Regions from separate parts of the Mus musculus genome. Here region 1 is linked to region 2. Evidence: chromatin contacts called from public promoter capture Hi-C data. All regions are on one chromosome and are shown on one strand. Each heading gives the region's core, a stretch centred on a gene start, on an enhancer-like site or on the middle of the called end of the contact. The rest is flanking DNA. Distances are from core to core; before and after follow the strand shown. Region 1 holds the start of Zc3h8 (zinc finger CCCH type containing 8). Region 2 has its middle 50 kb from the start of Il1b.

Evidence for each region. Promoter capture Hi-C pulls out the DNA fragments that hold promoters and counts their contacts.
Region 1: a promoter capture Hi-C map of the HPC-7 cell line shows a contact between it and region 2, with 3 times the contacts expected there. The contact joins the promoter of Zc3h8 here to the enhancer-like site in region 2. A contact is called at or near these places in 11 of 39 promoter capture datasets (the 3T3-L1 cell line, 3T3-L1-derived adipocytes, the HPC-7 cell line and 7 more), 8 of 484 Hi-C or Micro-C datasets (the G1E-ER4 cell line, adipose-derived mesenchymal stem cells, cerebral cortex and 3 more), 5 of 115 datasets of contacts at active chromatin or transcription factors (the HPC-7 cell line, bone marrow-derived macrophages, large pre-B cells and 2 more) and 1 of 9 other capture datasets (liver).

The regions. Positions count from the first base shown.
Region 1 is chr2:128,942,309-128,945,884 of GRCm38.p6, forward strand. It overlaps Zc3h8 (zinc finger CCCH type containing 8), which reads right to left and starts at 1,712. Exons shown (of 9, transcript NM_020594.2): 1 at 1,540-1,712. The coding sequence starts at 1,616.
Region 2 is chr2:129,419,216-129,422,858 of GRCm38.p6, forward strand. No RefSeq gene overlaps it. Among named protein-coding and RNA genes, the nearest start is that of Il1b, 50 kb to the left of the region's middle. Within about 2 kb of position 2,181, at least 15 of the 459 cell types and tissues checked have an H3K27ac peak or open chromatin away from gene starts, as enhancers often do. A contact at or near this core is called in the G1E-ER4 cell line, the HPC-7 cell line and embryonic stem cells, where this site is marked.

The sequences.
Region 1 (3,576 bases), core at 462-2,961, 480 kb before region 2:
CATTTCTTCACAGTATCAACAGGACTTAATTTCCATGAATGATTCTGCTTTAGAAGCTGGGTGATGAACTCATATGTAATGAAGTAACTTGAGCACCTTAATCCTCTATGCCTCAATTTTCTCATCTGTAATGTGAGACCATCACTTTCTTCTTAAGGTTGATGTGAAACTTTTAGTTTCACATTAGGGTTGGCGAGATGGCTCAGCAGGTAAGAGCGCTGACTGCTCTTCCAAAGGTCCTGAGTTCAAATCCCAGCAACCACATAGTGGCTCATAACCACCCGTAAAGAGATCTGACGCCCTCTTCTGGTACGTCTAAAGTCAGCTACAGTGTACTTATGTATAATAATAAATAAATCTTTGGACCGGAGCAAGCAGGGACTGATGGAGCAGGGCCAACTGGATTGAGAGGGGTTGACCAGAGCGAGCAGAGGTCCTTAAAAAAAATTCAATTCCCAACAACCACATGAAGGCTCTCAACCATCTGTACAGCTATAGTGTACTCACATACATAAAACAAATAAATCTTTTTTAAAAAAAGTTTCACATTAATTACACAGCAAAGCTATGGTAGCCCAATTAGGCTAACAGTTTCCACTAAGGTATTTGAGACTGAGCAGTGAACATATACATATATCCTTTCCCCTTGAAACAGTGTTTCCCCTATGTAGCTGAGGTTGGCTTGGAACCTGCTATTTAGACCAGGCTGGTCCCAGTCTCCCAAGATCTGCCTGCCTTTCAAATGCTGAGATTAATAGGCCCAGCCCAACACTGTAATGTTATCTTAATGAGGGTGGAAAAAAACTCGTGAAGGATGTGTCAAGGGTTCCACTGAGGAAAGAGAGAACATAGAAGACAAGGATTTAGGAGAGATGGAGTTTGAGGGCATTATCAACTCAAAAAACTAAAAAGTGGGCCGGGCAGTGGTGGCACATGTCTTTAATCCCATACTTGGGAGGCAGGGTCAGTCGGGTTTCTGAGTGAGTTCCAGGACAGCCAGGACTACACAGAGAAACCCTGTCTCGAAAAATTAAAACCAAAAAAAAAAAACCAAAAAAAAAAACCAAAAACCAAAAAAACCTAAAAAGTGAGTGGGTATCTGCACAGAAATCCCGCACTCTGACTAAGTACGAGATTAACAACACGCTTTTCCAAATTAACAGAAAAACTAAGCCGAAATGATGCTTGCTGCTTTATTCTGGGAGTTCTGGTTCAGGATCACTGGCAGAGCAGTCTATGTATCCTTCAACTCTCGAGGTGCCGGCAAAGCCACCTCGGAGGTGACTGACAGCAAACACGTTAAGCGCACGTGCAAGGGGAGCAGCCGGCCCCTGGGGGCAGATTCAGAGGCTGGGGCCTCCTCCCGCCGCCCGGCCACTGCCCTCGCCCGCAGTCCCTACTCTGACTTCCACCCCACTTCCCCTTCCGACCTCCCCGCTCCGGTCCCGGCCCACGCGCCAGCCAGGGCTCGCCGGTTTCCAGGAGCGAGGGGGCGGAGCCCAAGCGGTGCCCTGCAAAGGACCAGAACGTGGGGATCACCTTTCCTCAGGGTCGGCGGCCGGTTTTTTGCCGAGGGCCGGATTGGGGGGCTTTGAAAAGAGATTTTCAAAATCCATAACTCAGACAGGGACCGTTCCTCTCCACGCCGAGCAGGTACTGAACAACCAGCGAAGCGGAGGCTACAGTCGCGCCAAGGGCCACACGCTCCGCCCAGCGCACGCGCACGCGCTCGCGCTCATGTTGCTTGGGCGCGACTCCGCGCGACCTGGCCAGCCCTACCACGCATGCGCAGTTCTCACCGTTGGTGGGGAGGCTTTCGGTGCCTGAGCTGCGCACGCGCAACTCTCTGTACTTATGTCCGATTCGTTCCTTAGTGCAGCACTACAATGTCGTTAAAAAATTAAAATAATCTTTAGGATTCTTCTTTAGAAAGCTGTGCTATTTTTATATGTACGAGAGAGAGACAGAGAGAATGAGTGCAGATGCCCGCGGAGGCCAGTTATTGTAACCCACCTGACATGAGTGTTGGGAACAGAACGCAAGACCTTTATGTTTTAACTATTGAGCCATATATCTCTTCCAGCCCCTTTAAAATTGACAGGTGACCAAGCAAAATTAATTGCACAAAAAGGAACCTAGACGATCTCTTCTGAGTAAACACATAAATATATTTAAAGCAGGCAAATTCAATAGAAAGTACTAAGTATTAAGACTATTTGGGGGTGGGGGGGTGGGGGGGTGCAGTCTTAGAGACCTGCAGATGAAGATGCAAAACTCTCAGTTCCTGCTGCACCATGCCTACCTGGATGATGCCATGCTCATTCCTTCATGATAATGGACTGAACCTTTGAATCTGTAAGCCGGCCCCAATGAAATGTTGTCCTTATAAGAGTTGCCTTGGTCATGATGTCTGTTCACAGCAGTAAAACCCTAAATAAAATGGAAGCTGGTAGCCGGGCGTGGTGGCGCACGCCTTTAATCCCAGCACTTGGGAGGCAGAGGCAGGTGGATTTCTGAGTTCCAGGCCAGCCTGGTCTACAAAGTGAGTTCCAGGACAGCCAGAGCTATACAGAGAAACCCTGTCTCGAAAAACCAAGAAAAAAAAAAATGGAAGCTGGTACCAGGGATAGGTCTGACCATGCTTTTGTTTGGAAGAATGTTGATTTCAGGACTTTGGATTTGGAAAGCGGTGGAATGTTTTAAATGGGGCTTAATGGACCATCCTAGTAGGAATATGGAAGACTTGCTGAGAATAACTGTGCAGACCAGGCCCAAGAGGTTTCAGAGAAGAATTTTCAGTTTGTGGCATAGAGACTGTTTTTGTGGTATTTTGGTGAAGAATGTGGCTGCTTTTTGCCCTTGTCTGAGAGTCTATGTGGGGCTAAGGTAAATATATATATTAATTGCATTGACAAAGGAAGTCTCAAAAAAGCCCAACATAGACTTTGTTCTCTGGTTAAATCTCATGAAGAGGTTTTTTTTTTTTTTTGAATAAGTGTAGCAGGCTTTGAAAGGAAAAATACAAAATATGTGGTTGACATTAAAGGGGCACCAGGAAGTGAAATGGAACTGAATCTTATGTTCAAGGAGGTTAAATTGAATTAAGGAAGTGTTGACCTTAGGCCAAGATCCACACAGCAAAGTACAGGTCTTTAATTCCAGGAGGCAAAGACAAGCAGATCTCTGACTTTATGTCCAGCCTTGAACAGAGCAGGTTCTAGGTGAAGAAAAGTTTTAAGTCCAGGCATGGTGATACATATCTTCAATCCCAGCATTAAAGGAGACAGAACCATACAGATCTCTGAGTTCAAGATCAGTCTACAGAGCAAGATCCAGGACAGCCAAGCTTAGGCAGTGAAGGAGTTGGAAAACAGAAAGCTGGTGATAATGTCATAGAACAAGAGGGTCATGTTTCAGCTCCTGCAAGCAGCATAACTCTGCAGTTTCAGCCATGTGGCTCTGGCTTTAGAGTCCAGAATAGAAGGGATTACTGGGACAATTGATGCTAGTTAGCTGGAACTAAAAAATTAGTGCTGATTAAGAAGAGACCAGCATCACTGAGGTGAAATCTTCCAG
Region 2 (3,643 bases), core at 931-3,430:
CATTGGTGGTCAAAATCACTGCAAGAGACAGAATATCTTGCAGAAAGTTTCTATGAGGAGAAGAGCGTGACTGTATTTCCAAATGTTCCTATGAACAAAGGAGCCTGAGTATATTTGTACTAAAAGAAGGATACGGTCTGGGAGAGAAGGACTGTGCTTGGCGGAGAAGTGAGAGATGCTCTGCTTTGAGGACAGAAAGTCACAAACAATATTTCCAACTGCCACTGGTCTTGTGTCCTTTGTACACAAACAGTGGAACTGGTTGGTTGTTCAAGAGGACAGCGAGACACTGGGGATCATTTGAATGCTTTTGCAGGTCCCAGAGGATGGAGTGGGAATAAGAGGAAAGCAGAGGTCAGCCCAAGGAAAAGAAGTCTCTGTCTGTGAGCGGGGGCTGCTTCCCAGAAAAGACAACACCCAGTGACCTACTTAGCAAATGGAAACACAAACCAGAGAAATCAGCCAAGGTCATGGATACACAGCCTCTCCTGACCAGCTAACTCCAGGTGTTCAGAGCAAGAACAAAATGTGCTGACATGAGGGAGTTCCCTTAAACTTCCCTGGGCAACAAATCACAGACTGTTGAATTTCTTGCTTTTCTAAGACTTTGTTAAATAAATGGCAGCAGCAAGCTGAGGTCCAGTCTATATGTGCTTTCCTGGTTTGGATGAAGGCAACATCTAAGAACAGCTCTTCCCCGGTGAGTACTTTATGTTAAGGCTGGATAGGCTTCCTTTGAACTGGCCCCCTGAGGTCACTGAAATCTCCACAAACCAGGTGCTTTAGACCTACTCTGATGGAATCCATATGCTCCAGTGTTCACCTCATTAGATACATTTTCTAGGTGAGTTCTGAAATAATTGTATTCAAAGCTTAATAATTGCCAGGAAGACGAAAGAGGTCAGATTTTATAGGCCCAAGCCTTCAAATGTCTTGGAAGTTAAAGATTGTGTTGATGAAAAGTTATACTTAAATCCATACCTACATGCTGTCACTCACTCTGTCTCTCCATCTATCTACATGCTATCACTCACTCTGTCTCTCCATCATCTATCTACATGCTGTCACTCACTCTGTCTCTCCATCTATCTACATGCTATCACTCTGTCTCTCCATCTATCTACATGCTGTCACTCACTCTGTCTCTCCATCTATCTACATGCTGTCACTCACTCTGTCTCTCCATCTATCTACATGCTGTCACTCACTCTGTCTCTCCATCATCCATCTACATGCTATTGCTCACTGTCTCTCCATCTATCTCCCTAACCTTATTGTGATCATAACTCCAACAAAATACACAGAGAAAAGTAACCATCATAAGAAAACACTTAAAAATTTTGAAGAGAATGTCTTTGGGTAAAGGCATTATTAGTGAAATGCTCTTGTTTGTGAATATTGGTGACACTCTTCATGCCAGCATGAATGGAAGGGAGAGACTCAGCTCCCAGGTGCTATCTGCAGTGGCCCTGATGAGTCCCTTTTTCATATCTATTTAAGAAGTATCAAGTATTATGATGGCTAACATTATGTTTAAAGCTTAAGTTACTACACTTAAAAGATCTATAAAGCAAACATTTCCTCTACCCTCTAAAAGCTGTACCAGTGAGAAAGGGACCCTGTTAGCCAGCTTGCTTAAGAATGACTAGAATGCCTGTGGTTTTTCTTGTAATTATCTAGTCTTTTACAATTTTAAATATATCTGTCCATTATTCAATGTAGCCTCCCCCAGCTTTGAGCAGGCTGGCTCAGACCTGTTCTGGCACCTCCTAGGGTGGAGTCTTCTGACCTAGATAGGTCTATTGTTCTGCCAAGACTGCCGGCCACTACTGCTGAGAGGCTGAGAGGCAGAATCTGTCTTCCTGAGATAAGCAACAGCCAGGCAACTAAGTGCTGACAACCTGGACCAAGTGCTGACAGGCTGGTGACAAAGCATCAAGAACCTGGTGTGGCGGGGGATGGGCCTTCCCCCTTTATAAGCTCAGACTCTTAGTAAACTAGGGGGGGAGGAGGGTGCGTGGGGGTTGATCAGAATTTTGTCTTGGTCTCGTTATTCCTTCCGCTGTTTCCTCCCATGCAGCTCCAGCCTCCCATTCAGGAACCTGATTCATGTAGCTGCGGGCGGCTACAATTCAAGATAATGGTCACTATGCTAACTGTGTGTTTCTGCTTCTGTAAATAAGCTTGCTTGCTCAAGATAGCCGATGACATCTGTTTGCTAACTGAGCCCCTGCTTACAGGCAGAATCCTTGCATGTAGATAGGATATGTGCCACTCCCCACCCCAGAAAGGCTGCATCTTGAGAATCCCGACTTTCTGGCGCAATCCTGGTGCCAATCTCAATAAAGCTTCTTCTTTAAAGTTACTCATGGTCAGATTGGTGAATCTCTGAACAACCTGAGACCTGATGCTTTTTATCAAAATTATAATCATTCAATTTTACCGATGAAGACCTGGAAACCAGATGGTAGTGTGAAAGCCTGCTAGCTCAGAGAGGCAGAGAAAGCACCCAGCTGACCTTCCTTCTCAGCCGATGTCCCAGAAGGAATCCCCTCTCTGATGTCTCTCAAAAAACCTCCTTCAAACTGAATGTCCCTCCCTTCTACTTCCTGTGCTTCTCTCTGTCCATCATCCTGACTCCCTCTTACTATATATATTTTTTTCCTTAATAATTCTATGTTTACCTCCTGTCAACTGGTTGCTTACTCTACCTCTTGATCTATGGTTGGCTTTATTTAATCATGTCTATAATATTCAAGCAGAAAGCTCTTAGATTAAAGGTGTCTGCAAAGGCTGAGCCACACCAAACTAAAAGCAGGGTTTTCCAATAAATAACACATCTTAGGGCTCACAGTGTGATTAAATATCCTGCAACACAGACCTATAACAATATAACTCTTTTCTAACAAATACTATAAAACTCATGTTTAAGACAAGCAATTATAATCTTTTTGTCTCTCCCACATTGAAAGACTTTCATGCAAATGTTTTAATCTTCCCTCCCAGTAAAACCTTCATTTACCCAGAGGCTTCACTGTTCTAGGAATTTGTTGGCCTGGAGCAGTCACTTTTTTTCTTCGAGTTGTGACCCCTTTTTCTGTGTATGAATTATTTTCAGACTAGCCAGTTGAGTATGATTGTGAGGTCAGACTTCAGCCATTGGGGAAGACACAGCCACCATCTAGGTTAGGGTAAAAACTGAATGCATTGCCTGTCTCCGACTGTTTCCTCTTTTGAGCACACCTGTTGAGGGCCATGCAAGAGGAACATCCAAACAGCTTTAGAACTCATGGAATGCAGCCCACCAGTTAGCACAGCTATGATGGGTGTGCCTTGGAGAGCAGAGCCCCAAGGGCTGTTGTGGTCCTGAGGTCTTCCTGCTGTGGTGAGGTCTTGCTCTGCTCGTTGCCCTTGTATCTCTCCTAATCTATGAGTTGTATGAAAACTCTAAGGGGTCTTCTAGCCCCTCCCTGGGCAGTAATGTTGGCATTTACAATATCAGTGATTGATATGCATAGCTACAGATTAATGATTGAGCACCCTTGGAAAGAACTTAGAGATACAGATTGTTAGCAATGACTAGCACCCTTAGAAAGAATTTGTAGAAGTAGATTATTAGTAAAGTTAGGTTAAGACATTTTTG